Linked DNA regions of Oncorhynchus mykiss: region 2 is linked to region 1. The links are chromatin contacts, called in public Hi-C maps. All regions are on one chromosome and are shown on one strand. Each heading gives the region's core, a stretch centred on a gene start, on an enhancer-like site or on the middle of the called end of the contact. The rest is flanking DNA. Distances are from core to core; before and after follow the strand shown. Region 1 holds the start of pts (6-pyruvoyl tetrahydrobiopterin synthase). Region 2 holds the start of adprm (manganese-dependent ADP-ribose/CDP-alcohol diphosphatase).

Region 1 (6,779 bases), core at 1,662-4,161:
AGGCAGAACTCCAACACCGTTATCAAGTTCGCTGAAGACACGATGATGGTAGGCCTGATCACCTGCAACGATGAGTCAGCCTACAGGGAGGAATTCAGTCACCTGGCAGTGTGGTGCCGGAGCTACAACCTCTCCCTCAACGTCAGCAAGACCAAAGAGCTGATTGTGCACTACAGGAAAAGGGGGGGCAAGCACGCCCCCATCCACATTGACAGGGCGGCAGTGGAGCAGGTATACAGCTTCAAGTTCCTTGGTGTACAAATCACTAAAGACTTAAAATGGTCCTAACACACAGTTGTGAAGAAAGCGTGACAGTGCCTCATCCCTCTCAGGAGGTCGAAAAAGTTTGGCATGGGCCCTCAAATCCTGAAAAGTTTCTACAGCTGTACCATTGAGATCATATTGCCTGGCCGCATCACTGCTTGGTATGGCAATAGCCACGCCCTCGATTGCATGGCGCTACAGAGGGTTGCAAGGACAGTCCAGTACATCAATGTGGCCGAAGTCCCTGCCATCCAGGGCCTCTATATCAGGCGGTGTGAAAAGAAAGCCCGGAATATTGTCAGACTCCAACCACCCAAACCATAGACTACTGTCTCATCGTTGTCAGTGATCAGGCCTACTACTGTTGTGTCGTCAGAAAACATAATGATGGTGTTGGAGTTGTGGCTGGCCACGCAGTTGTGGGTGAACCGGGACTACAGGAGGGGGCTAAGCACGCATCCCCGGTGTTGAGGATCAGCGTGGCAGATGTGTTATTACCTACGCTTACCACCTGGGGGCGGCCCGTCAGGAAGTCCAGGATCCAGTTGCAGAGGGAGGTGTTTAGTCCCAGGGTCCTTAGCTTAGTGATGAGCTGTGTGGGCACTATGGTGTTGAATGCTGACCTGTAGTCAATGAACAGCATTCTCACATAGGTGTTCCTTTTGTCCAGGTGGGAAAGGGCAGTGTGGAGTGCGATTGAGGTTTCACTCGTGAAACCCCATCCAAGGTTTCCCTTTTTTCAGGAGGGTAATCAGATCTGGCCACAATGTCTCTCACGTTTGGGGGTCTTTTAAAGACAATACGTGGGGAATGTTAAAGATGGGTTTCAGTTGTGGGTCATTGTCAACAATGTACCAGTGCTTCCTGTTAAATGCCTTCCCCAAGGGTGAGTATCGGGTGAAGTATAAGCATACGTTCTGCTTTTTCTTTCAATTTTGGTTGAAGGTTTTCCCAACTGTTAGCCCTTCAAAACAATCATTGTCATGTTTTACCCAATTTTCTTTAATACGTCCTTTCCTTAAACCTTTGTTTGAGATCCGTGGTCTGTTTCTGGTACGAAGCATCAGAGCTACATATCCTTTTAATGAGGCTGAATTGACTTAAAGGGATACTTTTAATGAGTGGGCATGGATGGAAGTGGTCCCCTCTAAGGAGGGTGTTACTATCCATATGTTTCCTATAGAGATCTGTAGAGAGGGAGGTTTTGCCCATAATAACCATCACATTGTGATAGGTCATAGTTATTGGTGAAATTAAGGTGCTCATTCATAGAGTTTGGATAGGCATGGAATTCCAATAGTTCTTCCTGGGTCCCTGTATACACTATAGATCAGGAAAATATCATCCAAATATCTCAGAATGAGGAAAATATTGGGAAGAAAAGGGTTAAGTTCTGGATTCAGCACCACCTGTTTTGCTAACATTCCTAGATACATGTTAGCATAATTAGGAGCCATAGTGCTTCCCATTGCTGTCTCTTTGGTCTGGAGGAAAAGGCTCCTCTGAAGAGAAAATTCTTGGAGGTTAGTACCAGTTCAGCCAAGTCCACAACACAATTGGTACTGGGTAGAGCATTAAGGGGTGTTCATTGAGGTAGAATATAGGATGGTAACATCAAAAGTACAAAAAAATAAATAAATCTGGTATAGAGTCCACAGATTTAAGGAGATAAAATCAAGGATCTCTGGTGTACGTGCGGAGAGAGCTCACCCAGGGCTTCACAAAAATGGTCTACAAAGGTTGAAATGTTCTCTGTCAGAGATCAGTTGCTACTCACAATAAGCCAGCCTGGTATAGCTGGCGTCTTTTTAATTTCGGGGAGAGTGTAAATGACAGGTGTGGTTGGGCAGGCAACTTTCATATATGCAAAATTCTGTCTTTGTAATTTCCATTTCATTCAAAAACTTAAAACAGTTCATCATGGATCAGAGACTTGAATTGATTAGTAGGATCCCCAGGGAGTCTTTGCAAAATAAATCATCTCTGAGAATTTTCTTTCCATAGTCTGCAGCATTTTACATCACTATTGCACGTCCTTTGTTGGCAGGTTTTATAATGATAGTGGAGTCATTCTTGAGTTCCATAAGGGATACTTTCTCTGCTTTCGACATATTGCTGAATACCTTGTGTTCTTGTTTCTTAGCCAGGAGATTATGTGCATCTTTCTCAACTAGGTGACAGTATTTTTCAAGAGAGGTATTTCTTTTGGGAGGTATACGTGTGCTTTTTCTCTTAAAATATGTATTTTCCCCGTATCATGTCCTCAGAGCGAGAGTCAAGTTCATTGTCATTCTGGTTATCAATGGGAAGAGCATTAACACTCTGTCCTGTCTGGTTACTTGTCTCATTCAATGTATTTACATTGGCAGGTGCATAGGGAGCAAACCCCATTACCAAAGAATTCAGTCAATCTCAAGCTGCGGAAAAACTTTGGAAGTCTATAACGGTATTACAGTCATTGGCCTGTGCCGTTGGGACAAATGACAGTCCCTTACCTAAGGCAGATGAGCATGTGTTTGACAAGTTCATTACAATGTCTTCCTCCGTGTGAGTCGGAGGGACTTCGGGTGTTATGCGTTATCCACACTTCAATGTTTTGAAAGGTGGGCTTTTATTTTGAAGGTTCTCTCATTACCATACAAAGTGATGTCTGGGTTTGTGCTGCATGCAAAATATTAGTTGGTTGAGAGCCCCACAGTGGAGGTTGTCATAATACTCATAAAACCTAGCGTCAAACAGAGTAGTTCCAATGGGTTTTCCACCATTAATGGTTCTCATAGGGAATTTTTAGAAACACTTAATAAGGGCTGTGTTTCGGGTAGACTTACCCTGACTTGACCCTTTGATAACCATGTAAATCTCTCTCGGATATGGTGACTTTGATCAATATAGTCGGCTGTATTTACACTCGGATTCGAAAACGCTAATTGGCATCATGCAAGACTACAAATCCCTGCAAGCTCCTGCACGTCATCTCTAGCTGACGCCTTTGCTAACAGGTATTGTGCACAGGAGGTTGGTGGCCGCTTAATTAGGGAAGATGGCCTCGTGGTAATGGCTGGAATTGTTTTGCGGGTAAATACAGGCGAATATATTGACAGTCTCCTTGGCCTAGAGATTTACACGGTTATCAAAATGTCACGCCAGGGTAAGCCTACACGAAACACAGCTCCTAGTTTGTTTTAAAAAAATGCCTATGGGAAGAATGTATGAAGGAAAACCTATTGGAACCATTTCCCTGTTTGACTGCTAGGTTTTATGGGTAGTATAACTCATACCGTGGTACTCTATTGTCGCTGAGCGTTGAATGACCTGAAAAGACTAGGGGGCGTGGACTCGATTCTCCACACGCCCAGCATAACCTATTTAACGGCATCTGCGACGACTATTAATTACATTGTTTACTTCTGTTCATCTGTCATTGCAATGGCACAAGCCGATTCAAGAAACGAAGTAGCAGAGCGCATTGGATACATCACACGAGTCCAGAGTTTCAGCGCGTGCCATCGATTGCACAGGTACCAGTGCAATCCTTTTCTATCTTTTTTTGTTGTTGTAAACGACGACGCAATAGGCAGCTTAATGCAGGGTTGCCATCTAGAAACTGTTGCAGAGGCTGCGAGACGAGTGCAAGATGGAAAGCATTTTGGTATGATTGTGTTTCCAGTGAGACGTTTTATTTGATAGAAGGGAGAGTTTAACGCCACGAAACGAAATTGGAATCAAGCATGACCTGTTGCGTCAATCCCGGAAGATCATGGGATCTGTAGTTCTATTGTAGAGACAGCGAAGCCATCAACTTCTTAAAATTGTTAAAGGTTTTTATTATATATTTGTTGAATTGAAACCTCATGTATTGTGTTGTCTCTCCAGCCCGACGTTGAGTGATGAGGTAAACAAGAAGATATTTGGGAAGTGCAACAATCCCAATGGCCATGGACACAACTATAAAGGTCAGTCATTGGTCAAGGTCTCATCCAAACATGCACGTAGGACCAATAGGACCAATTCTGTTGTCAGTTATTGTCTGATTCACAGTTGGCCTATAGGTTACATAGCTGTCCTGTTCCATAACTTCAAACTGGGTCTAACCCAATGTTTATCTAAGGCTCTGTTGTGTTTTTATTTTTGTAGTAGAGGTGACGGTACGGGGAAAGGTAAGTCCCACCTGAGACTTTGCGTCGTACCATATTCATAAAAACACGACTTACAAAACATTCTCATGGTTGCTAGTGGTATAAACACACCAGTAAATCACATGACACTCATGATATGAAAGCAGTCTGCCTCCTTGGTAATGGATGTTGGAAACACACAGACCGTCACAGAGCTTCTCTTTGTCCATCTCCAGATCGATCGTCACACAGGCATGGTGATGAACATTACAGATCTGAAGCAACACATCGAGGTGAGACCCTCCCTTTCTTCCAATCCAATCCTGGACTTGACTTTTTTGATTTGAAGCGAAGGCTATGCTTTGATAGCGTAGGCTGCTAGACTATTAATTTCTTCATTAGTTTCACATTTATAGCGCATTTTAGAGAATAAGGAAAATGTGCATTAATTAATTTGTGTGTTATTTACAAACTCATGTATAATTCTGATACAGGAAGTCATCATGATTCCGTTGGACCATAAAAACCTGGATAAGGACGTCCCCTACTTTGCTAATGTTGTCAGGTGTGTGCTCCTCTACTGGACCGTAGCCTTATGTTTATGAGTAACGGGTGGATTTTCAGTTCGGAGCATGTGATTCAGAGTTTCCATGGTTTAATTTTTTTTTTTTTGTCTGCTGTACAGCACAACAGAAAACGTGGCTGTATATATCTGGGACAACATGGTCAAGCAGCTACCAGCCAATCTTCTCTACGAGGTCAAGATTCACGAGACTGACAAGAACATTGTTGTATATCGAGGAGAATAGCCAGCCACCTTCAGTACCTTGTAATTAGTACGATCTTTACTAATTTATATTATGTAGTATGCACATCTCACATTTGAGTTCATAGATGGACTTATGCGATGTGTTATGATAGTATTAAAGTGCAGAGTTGAGGTTATCCTATTGAATAGTATTGTGCATCATGTGCTGGTGCAATCCACTCTACAACTTTGTTATAATAATAAATGGAATTGCTTGTGCCTCTCTACAATGCATCTACAATAGAGAACATCTAGAATGTACCTGACTACAGATTGACCACTAGAGTGCAGGATCTGAATGCCTCATAGCCCAGTAAGCAGCTTGACTTGACTGAAATGTCTAGTTTAGGGGTGTCAAACTCATTCCTTGGAGGGCCTAGTGTCTGCTGGTTTTTAGTTTTTTCTTTTAATTAAGACTTAGACAACCAGGTGAGGAGAGTTGCTAATCAGTGACCTTAATTCATCAAACAAGTACAAGGGCTCCCAAGTGGCACAGCGGTCTAAGGCACTGCATTTCAGTGCTAGAGGCATCACAACAGACCTTGGCACAATTGGCCCAGCGTGTGTTTGACCAGGGTAGGCTGTCATTGAAAAATAAGAATTCGTTCTTAACTGACTTGCCTAGTTTAATAAAGGTTAATACAAACAGGGAGGAGCAAAATCCTGCAGAGACTAAGCCTTGTGTGGAATGAGTTTGAGACATGGTATAGTATGTCAAATCATCAACAACAACAAAAAGGTTCAGAGACTGTCACACTGTTTGTGGGAACAAGCTAAAATGGGCTTAGAAAAGCCATAAATGCTTATTGTTTCATTCTAAATTCTCATCAACTGATATTGATCAATTACCATTTAAAAAAAAAAAAAAAAAAATCACCTTTTATTTAACCGGGTAGGCAAGTTGAGCAAGTTCTCATTTACAACTGCGACCTGGCCAAGATAAAGCAAAGCAGTGCGACAAAGACAACACAGAGTTACACATAAACAAACATACAGTCAATAACACAAAATAAAATATTAAAATATATGTACAGTGTGTGCAAATGTAGGGAGGTAGGCAATAAATAGGCCATAGAGGTGAAAATAGTTACAATTTAGCATTAATACTGGAGTGATGGATGTGCAAGTAGAGCTAGTGGGGTGCAAGAGGGTAAGTAATAATATGGGGATGAGGTAGTTGGGTGTGCTGTTTACAGATTGGCTGTGTACAGGTACAGTGATCGGTTAGCTGCTCAGACAGCAGATGCTTAAAGTTAGAGAGGAAGATATAAGATTTTGTTTTGCAATTTGTTTGAGTCATTGGCAGTAGAGAACTGGAAGGAAAGGTGGCCAAAGTAAGTGTTGACTTTGGGGATGACCAGTGCAATATACCTGCTGGAACGTGTGCTACGGGTGGGTGCTGCTATGGTGACCAGTGAACTGAGATAAGGCGGGGCTTTACCTAGCAAAGACTTGCAATATTGAACAGTAGGCTACCATATTTCGTTAATTGTTGGGGCACAATATTCTGGAGTGTCTCACATGGACCTGGAGTGGCTCTCTTTACTTTCCTTTTAAAAAGGATTAGATCTCGTGACTTGTATAAGATCCTA
Region 2 (6,779 bases), core at 2,897-5,396, 150 kb after region 1:
ACGTGTAGGTATGTACGGCAGGACCAAATCAGAGAGATAGGTAGGAGCAAGCCCATGTAATGCTTTGTAGGTTAGCAGTAAAACCTTGAAATCAGCCCTTGCTTTGACAGGAAGCCAGTGTAGAGAGGCTAGCACTGGAGTAATATGGAGTAAACAACAGCTCCTGTCATTTGAGAAATGCCTCAACTAGTGTGGGAGAAGTGCTATTTTGGTGTCATCTGCATATAGATATTTGGAGAGCATGGTAAAAGAAAGACATGGGTTGGCATCATACGCTGTTTAAAAAGCTCATCTTTAATGCAACAGATCAAATCTCTAGGCTTATGAGTTAATGTCAGGTCAAGTTCAAGTTATCTAAATAAAGCACAGCTGTCGGGGTTGTTCAGTCCATTATCAGACTCATAGACACACTTTTTTCTGATGGTCAACAATAAACAAACGATGGTTGGAATTGACCCTTCGTTAAGTCCCGCACCTGAATTTTGGGCAACCAATCACAATGCTCCAATGAGAGCAGCTGCGGTCAGTCCCTCAGATAAGCTCACTGAAAGCCAGTGAGGGCTATGGCAAAAACGGAGAGTTTTAAAATAATGTAATGGCTAAATAACTGAACTGTGATTACTGAAATGCAGAGCCTGTTGGAGTATTTTTCGAATCCGCAATTCGACTTTTGTTGCATTGTTTACTAGCTCAATTGGTTAGCTAGCTCTCAGTCTCATTGACCACCAAACATTGCTAATGCTAGCTAGCTCGCCACTTAATGTGACTTGTTTTCTCAAAATGTATGTTAGCTAGCTAAGTTAACCATGTTATGAATGCAACTTCCATCTGCTGTTGACATCAGGATATGATTTGAGAGCACTCGTTAGCTCCAAAAGGGGTTATAGCTTTGACTGCTTGCTGACAGTGAATGCAGAGCCATGCAGTGACTAGCTAACCTACAAAATTAATTTTACCAGGTTCCTGCGAAGCAATTGTAATGACAATCCACCACAACATATCCACGAGTTTCCTGATTAGTAAGGGGTAGTCTGTTTAAGTTAACTGTGTATTAGAAAAGCAGTTTAAAATTATTGTGAAGGGATTTCACCAGACAGTGGTTGAATTGGGAAAATTATTTTATATTTTATTTTTACATTTTTTATTTCACCTTTATTTAACCAGGTATGCTAGTTGAGAACAAGTTGTCATTTGCAACTGCGACCTGGCCAAGATGAAGCAAAGCAGTTCGACACATACAACAACACAGTTACACATGGAATAAACAAACAATAATACAGTAGAAAAGTCTATATACAGCATGTGCAAGTGATGTAGGATAAGGGAGGTAAGGCAGTAAATAGGCCATGCTGGCGAAGTAATTACATTATAGCAATTAAACACTTCTTCTTTGGTATCATGTTGTTTGTGCATGTCGCCACCTACTGTGATGTAGTGTGTGTTTAATACAAAATGCTCCTGCACCATACCAACGGGCTGGGCGGATGGCACACCACCCCTCAACACACCCTGTAATTCTTCTGAAGTCAAATCTCGTATACCCTTATATTTCTATGCAGCTGCCACCACAGCATCTATTTTCTGGGATTTACATTCCATTGATGCGGTACAGTTGATAACCATTGCTATGAATGCTAAGAAGACAACATTACTGAAGCATAAATCACTCATTGGCCTTTCCCTCTGTGCTGGCACAGACCTACTACTCACTGGGATCCTCTCAGGATCCCTCACCCTTGACCAATCCTTTACTTTCTTCACTGCCTCAGCATACAACGCCTTCTGCACTACTCTGACCACTCCAACCTGCCTCTCTCGCATCGGACACTTCCGATCACCAACAACATGGTCACCCCTATAGTTGACACGCACACCTTTATCCACTGAAACTACATAATCCTCTGTCCCATGCATCTCCTGCACACTTCCCACATCGTGGAATTTCCCTCCTACACGCAGCTGCTACATGACCAGAAATGTTGCACCTGATTCTGCACAAAAGCTCTAACAGGATGATATATCCTAACATGACTTTGTCAGGCAAAGACTATGACTCAAAAGGACTGATAGTGACTCATCTGTTTCACCACGCTCAACACCGGGTCTGTGTCGCACCAAATCGCGGGCATCACAAACACCAGGAATTTTCAACTTCAATTGCTCCATCTCCACACTTAACGCTACACAAGAAATCACTCTTTTCAATGGTGCTCTGTTCCTGAGAGCAAAGCAAGAAACAGATCTTCACCCAAGTTGCATGACATGGAGCACCTGTTCTCTCTGGTCAGAAGAAAGGTTACCTTCACTGATTTGCCTTTCTCACCCACCCTGAAACCACAAATGGATCTCCCTAAAGGCAAGTGTGCACTTTCTCCAAAAACATCACTCCTAAGAGACCAGATTCTTCTTTACCATGTCCAACGATGCCAGGCTCTGGTTACAAGCTCTTTACCACACCTTCCACCTCACTTAACTCGACCTCATTCGCTTCCATTTCCCCTCAAGAACTCGGTCTGGCGCTCAGCTCACTTTGTTTGCACTTGACACCAATCTTCTTTGACACCCCATCCCCATTTTTATCGCAATCTTCCTCAGATTCAAATCCAACCTATATTTTCCTCAGTCTTTTCAACCTCCTCTTCCTCTTTTTCCACCTCCATTCCCCCTAATAAATCCACGTCTCTGTGCCCCTGTCCCTATATTCCAGTTTTTCCCCCCATGATTCCCTGAATGGGGAATTGGGATTCCTTGAAAATGTTGTTTGAGGTTGCAACAGTAACCAAGGGGGGCAGAATTTAGCGAAAGGTCAATTGTTTTTTAGGATCTTAATAAAACATGAAACAGCCTGAATAGTGGGCGAGTTCAAACACACCTCTAGGTCTATGTGATTAATATAAACATGTAAAGACTAAAGACATATTTAGTTTACTGTGTGACCCGGTTCAATAGCCAGTGGGGTGTAGTATTACTACCTTCTAGTGTCAACACTGTGAAAATACGGGGGAGGTCACTTTCACATTTTTTGATGAGTCAGTAGAGCCACATTACTATACCTGCTAGATTTGTCTATGGCCCTGTTCAATATTTCACGAGAGTCCCGTGCATTTGGTGGTAGTGCAGTACTTGTCTGTTGTTTAAGTAGCCTGCCATGCAATCCCAATACTGTATCTAATACTGCGCAGTTGCAGCGCAGTTGGGATGTTCGTGAACAACTGCACTGACAGTAGTCGGAATTACCGTTCTTCTAGCATCAGGATATTATGCTGGCAGCTGGATCGAGGATATGTCTTTCTCAAAATAAGAGTTCCCCTGCAAAGACATGCTAAACTTTGAGAATATCGTTTTTTTGGGGTGTAGTACAACTGTTTTTCACAGCATTGCAACCACATTTGAAGAAATAAATAGATATTTTGACGCTTTTTATTATTTTGTATTATTTATACAGCGTCGGAAATACTCAGTAGGTTCGCTACTAACCAAATATGGTTAGTTTTTGAGGGGGACTGAGTCGCACGCATTTTCGCCGACCCCTCCATAGCCCCCAATGCATTATACTGTACATGGGATACATGTTGGTTTGTAGAGATAATTTTTCTACTCAGTAGGGTCTCTACTAACCAAATATGCAGTTTTGGAGGGGGGCTTTGTCGTAAATATCTAGCAGCACTTCGTTCTCCACCGTTCCATAGACCCCAATGCAATAAACTGAGACAGGAATAAAAGTTTTCTCTCTACAAGCCAATATGTATCCCATGTACAGTATGTTACAGTGTATTGCATTGGGGCTATACAAGTGGTGGAATACGAAGTGCTGCTGGATATGTACGATACAGTTAGAGACCCTACTGAGTATTTCCTACCCCACTTTAGCTGACACAGTTAGAAAAGTTGTCTTTCTACAGCCCAAAATACGTGTCAACGTAGTATTTTTTTTGTTATATTGGTCTTAAAAAATGTTTTTTAAACCAGATGTTGTATTTGTTTTCATGAATTGCTTATTGTATGTTCTTGTTCGCACAATAAAAGTGGCCATTGATTCGATTCCATATCTATTGAATGAAATAGTTGTTGACAGTAGTTATTCACCTTGCAATGTTTTGAACTGCGGGCTTTTATTTTGAAAGTTTTCTCATACAAACGTGACGTTATCATGTGTGCTGCTGGCAGAATACTAGTGCAGTCGGACATGTAACAACTCTACCGGCGTTTTAGAGAAACTGTAACCTAACTGTATCAATTGACATTGAAACAACGTACAGTATCTAGTACAAGAGGACAACAGCCACAGAATATCCTGGCAACCTTCACTCCATTCTAGTAGGTAGAATAAAGAAGCGTTCTGGCAGCGGTCAAAAATGTTAGAAGGTTAGCTAGCTTTCTCAAGTGGACTAAAAGTAGAAGTTTGATCAATAACATCATGACAACCGGAATGGAGAACTGCGACAAACCACTGTTTACATTTGGAATAATCGCAGACATTCAATACGCCGACATAGATGATGGCTTCAATTTCAAACGCTCAAGGAAACGATACTACAGGAACAGTCTTCGCCTATTGCACAATGCACAGAAAAGGTGGAGCGCGGATACTGTCAAACCCCGGTTCATCCTTCAGCTCGGTGACATTATCGATGGCTTCAACAAGAGGCACGACGCATCAGAGCGAGCCCTGGAAACGGTGATGAAAGAGTTTGACTCCTCTCCGGTTGAAGTCCACCACGTGTGGGGCAACCATGAGTTTTATAACTTTAGCAGAGACACCCTAATGCGGTCGGTTCTCAATAGTACTACAGATTCTGAAGCAGGAGGGGGGCATCTCAGCAGCTGTGAAATCTATGCATATCATTTCAGTCCAGCCCCCAAATACCGATTTGTCGTTTTGGATGCCTATGATGTGAGCCTACTAGGGAGAGAGGAGTCCAGTCTGAAATACCAGCAGGCTATTGCTATTTTAAAAGCCCACAATGACAATGAAGATCTGAACCATCCCCCAGGTAGGTCTACTGTTAGTCAGGAGGTCTGGACCTTTAGCCTATAGCACAGGTAGTGCACTTGCCCTGTTAACTGCAGGGTAGCTAGTTTTAAACACTGTTCCCGCACAAGTGCTACACTAATCTCATCATCACTTATGAGCAGAATAGCCTACCACTAGTAGCTACTAATTTATTGACACTGCACAATTCCATGTAGCTTGACTGTGGAGAACCTAATGCCACAGTAGGCCCTGAGAATAAGAGGTGTTTCATGTGAATTGAAGTGTTTGACATTTGTTTAATAATGTCTTTCTCCATATGTTTTAGCACCTGTGGGGATGGAGCAAAGGTTTGTGAAGTTCAATGGAGGATTCAGTCAAGATCAGCTGGACTGGCTGGAAGGAGTTTTGTCGTTGGCAGACAACAAACTGGAGAGGGTCACCATTGTCAGTAAGTCAAGTCATGAGGCCTACATAACAAATGTCATAGCAGTCATCATGACATTTGAAATCCCTAATGTGACTCAATAGACGAATTGACTAAATAATGTTGACTGTTTTCTTGTACAGGCCATCTCCCTATCCACCCCAGCTCTACAGATCCTATCTGCCTAGCCTGGAACTACGATGCGCTGCTCTCCATACTCCAGGCCCATAAGAGTGTAGTCTGCTTCATGGCAGGACACGACCATGATGGAGGCTATCACAGAGATGACTCCGGAGTGCACTACCTAACACTGGAGGGGGTGATAGAGACCCCCCCGGACAGTGATGCCTTTGGTACAGTCTCTGTGTATGAGGACAGAATGTTTTTAAAGGGATATGGAAGGATGTCTGATAGAATACTGATGTATCCATGATAATGCCAAAGATTCTACGGCTGTACGGAATCTGGGGAGGGACAATTCCTTGGGTCCTCATATACAGAGTATACCAAACATAAAGGACACCTGCTCTTTCCATGACATAGACTGACCAGGTGAATCCAGGTAAAAGCTATGATCCCTTATTGATGTCACTTGTTAATTTCACTTCGGTCAGTGTAGATGAAGGGGAGGAGACAGGTTCAATAAGGATTTTTGAAGCCGTAAGACAATTGAGACATGGATTGTGTATGTGTGCCATTCAGAGGGTGAATGGGGAAGACAAAATATGTAAGTGCCTTTGAACGGGGTATGGTAGTAGGTACCAGGTGCACTGGTTTGTGTCAAGAACTGCAACGCTGCTGCGTTTTTCACGCTCAACCGTTTCCCCAGTGTATCAAGAATGGTCCACTATCAAAAAGACATTCAACCAACTTGACACAACTGTGGGAAGCATTAGTGTCACCATGGGCCAGCATCCCTGTGGAACGCTTTCGACACCTTGTAGAGTCCATGCCCTGACGAATTGAGGCTGTTCTGAGGAGGAGGGGGGGGGGGGGGGGGGGGGGGGGGGGGGTGTATATACATATTTCATTTTCTGAGTTAAAATGGGCCAGTGGTTAAAATAACTCTTTATACCAATATTGATTTAAGTGGAAGACAACAGGTACTGATAAAACATGTTGCACATTCCATCTGGCCTGAGATTGGGTGCCAAAGAGTGGGAGAATGTCTCTTCATAACACATAAACACACTTTCTCTCATAATATGTTACCTCAATAAGTTGATATTGTAGCTATAAATTATGTTATTGTGGTGATAGACCTATTGATAATTACCTATGAAAAATGAATGCTATGACAAGAGTAAATGGATTAATCTGTGTATTGCGCTGTAAGGGGTTCATTATTTTACCTTCAATAAATGTAATTTGATTTCTAAA

What was found. A called contact is a pair of places that touch in the nucleus more often than the background predicts.
Region 2: a Hi-C map of liver shows a contact between it and region 1, with 3 times the contacts expected there. The contact joins the promoter of adprm here to the promoter of pts in region 1. A contact is called at or near these places in 2 of 3 Hi-C or Micro-C datasets (blood and liver).

What each region holds. Positions count from the first base shown.
Region 1 is chr20:7,522,611-7,529,389 of USDA_OmykA_1.1, forward strand. It overlaps pts (6-pyruvoyl tetrahydrobiopterin synthase), which reads left to right and starts at 2,912. Exons shown (of 7, transcript XM_021575572.2): 1 at 2,912-3,412; 2 at 3,701-3,782; 3 at 4,138-4,217; 4 at 4,399-4,421; 5 at 4,616-4,672; 6 at 4,874-4,944; 7 at 5,065-6,075. The coding sequence starts at 3,319. The coding sequence ends at 5,188.
Region 2 is chr20:7,670,203-7,676,981 of USDA_OmykA_1.1, forward strand. adprm (manganese-dependent ADP-ribose/CDP-alcohol diphosphatase) reads left to right here and starts at 4,147. Exons shown (of 3, transcript XM_021575571.2): 1 at 4,147-4,994; 2 at 5,301-5,423; 3 at 5,543-6,779. The coding sequence starts at 4,418. The coding sequence ends at 5,832.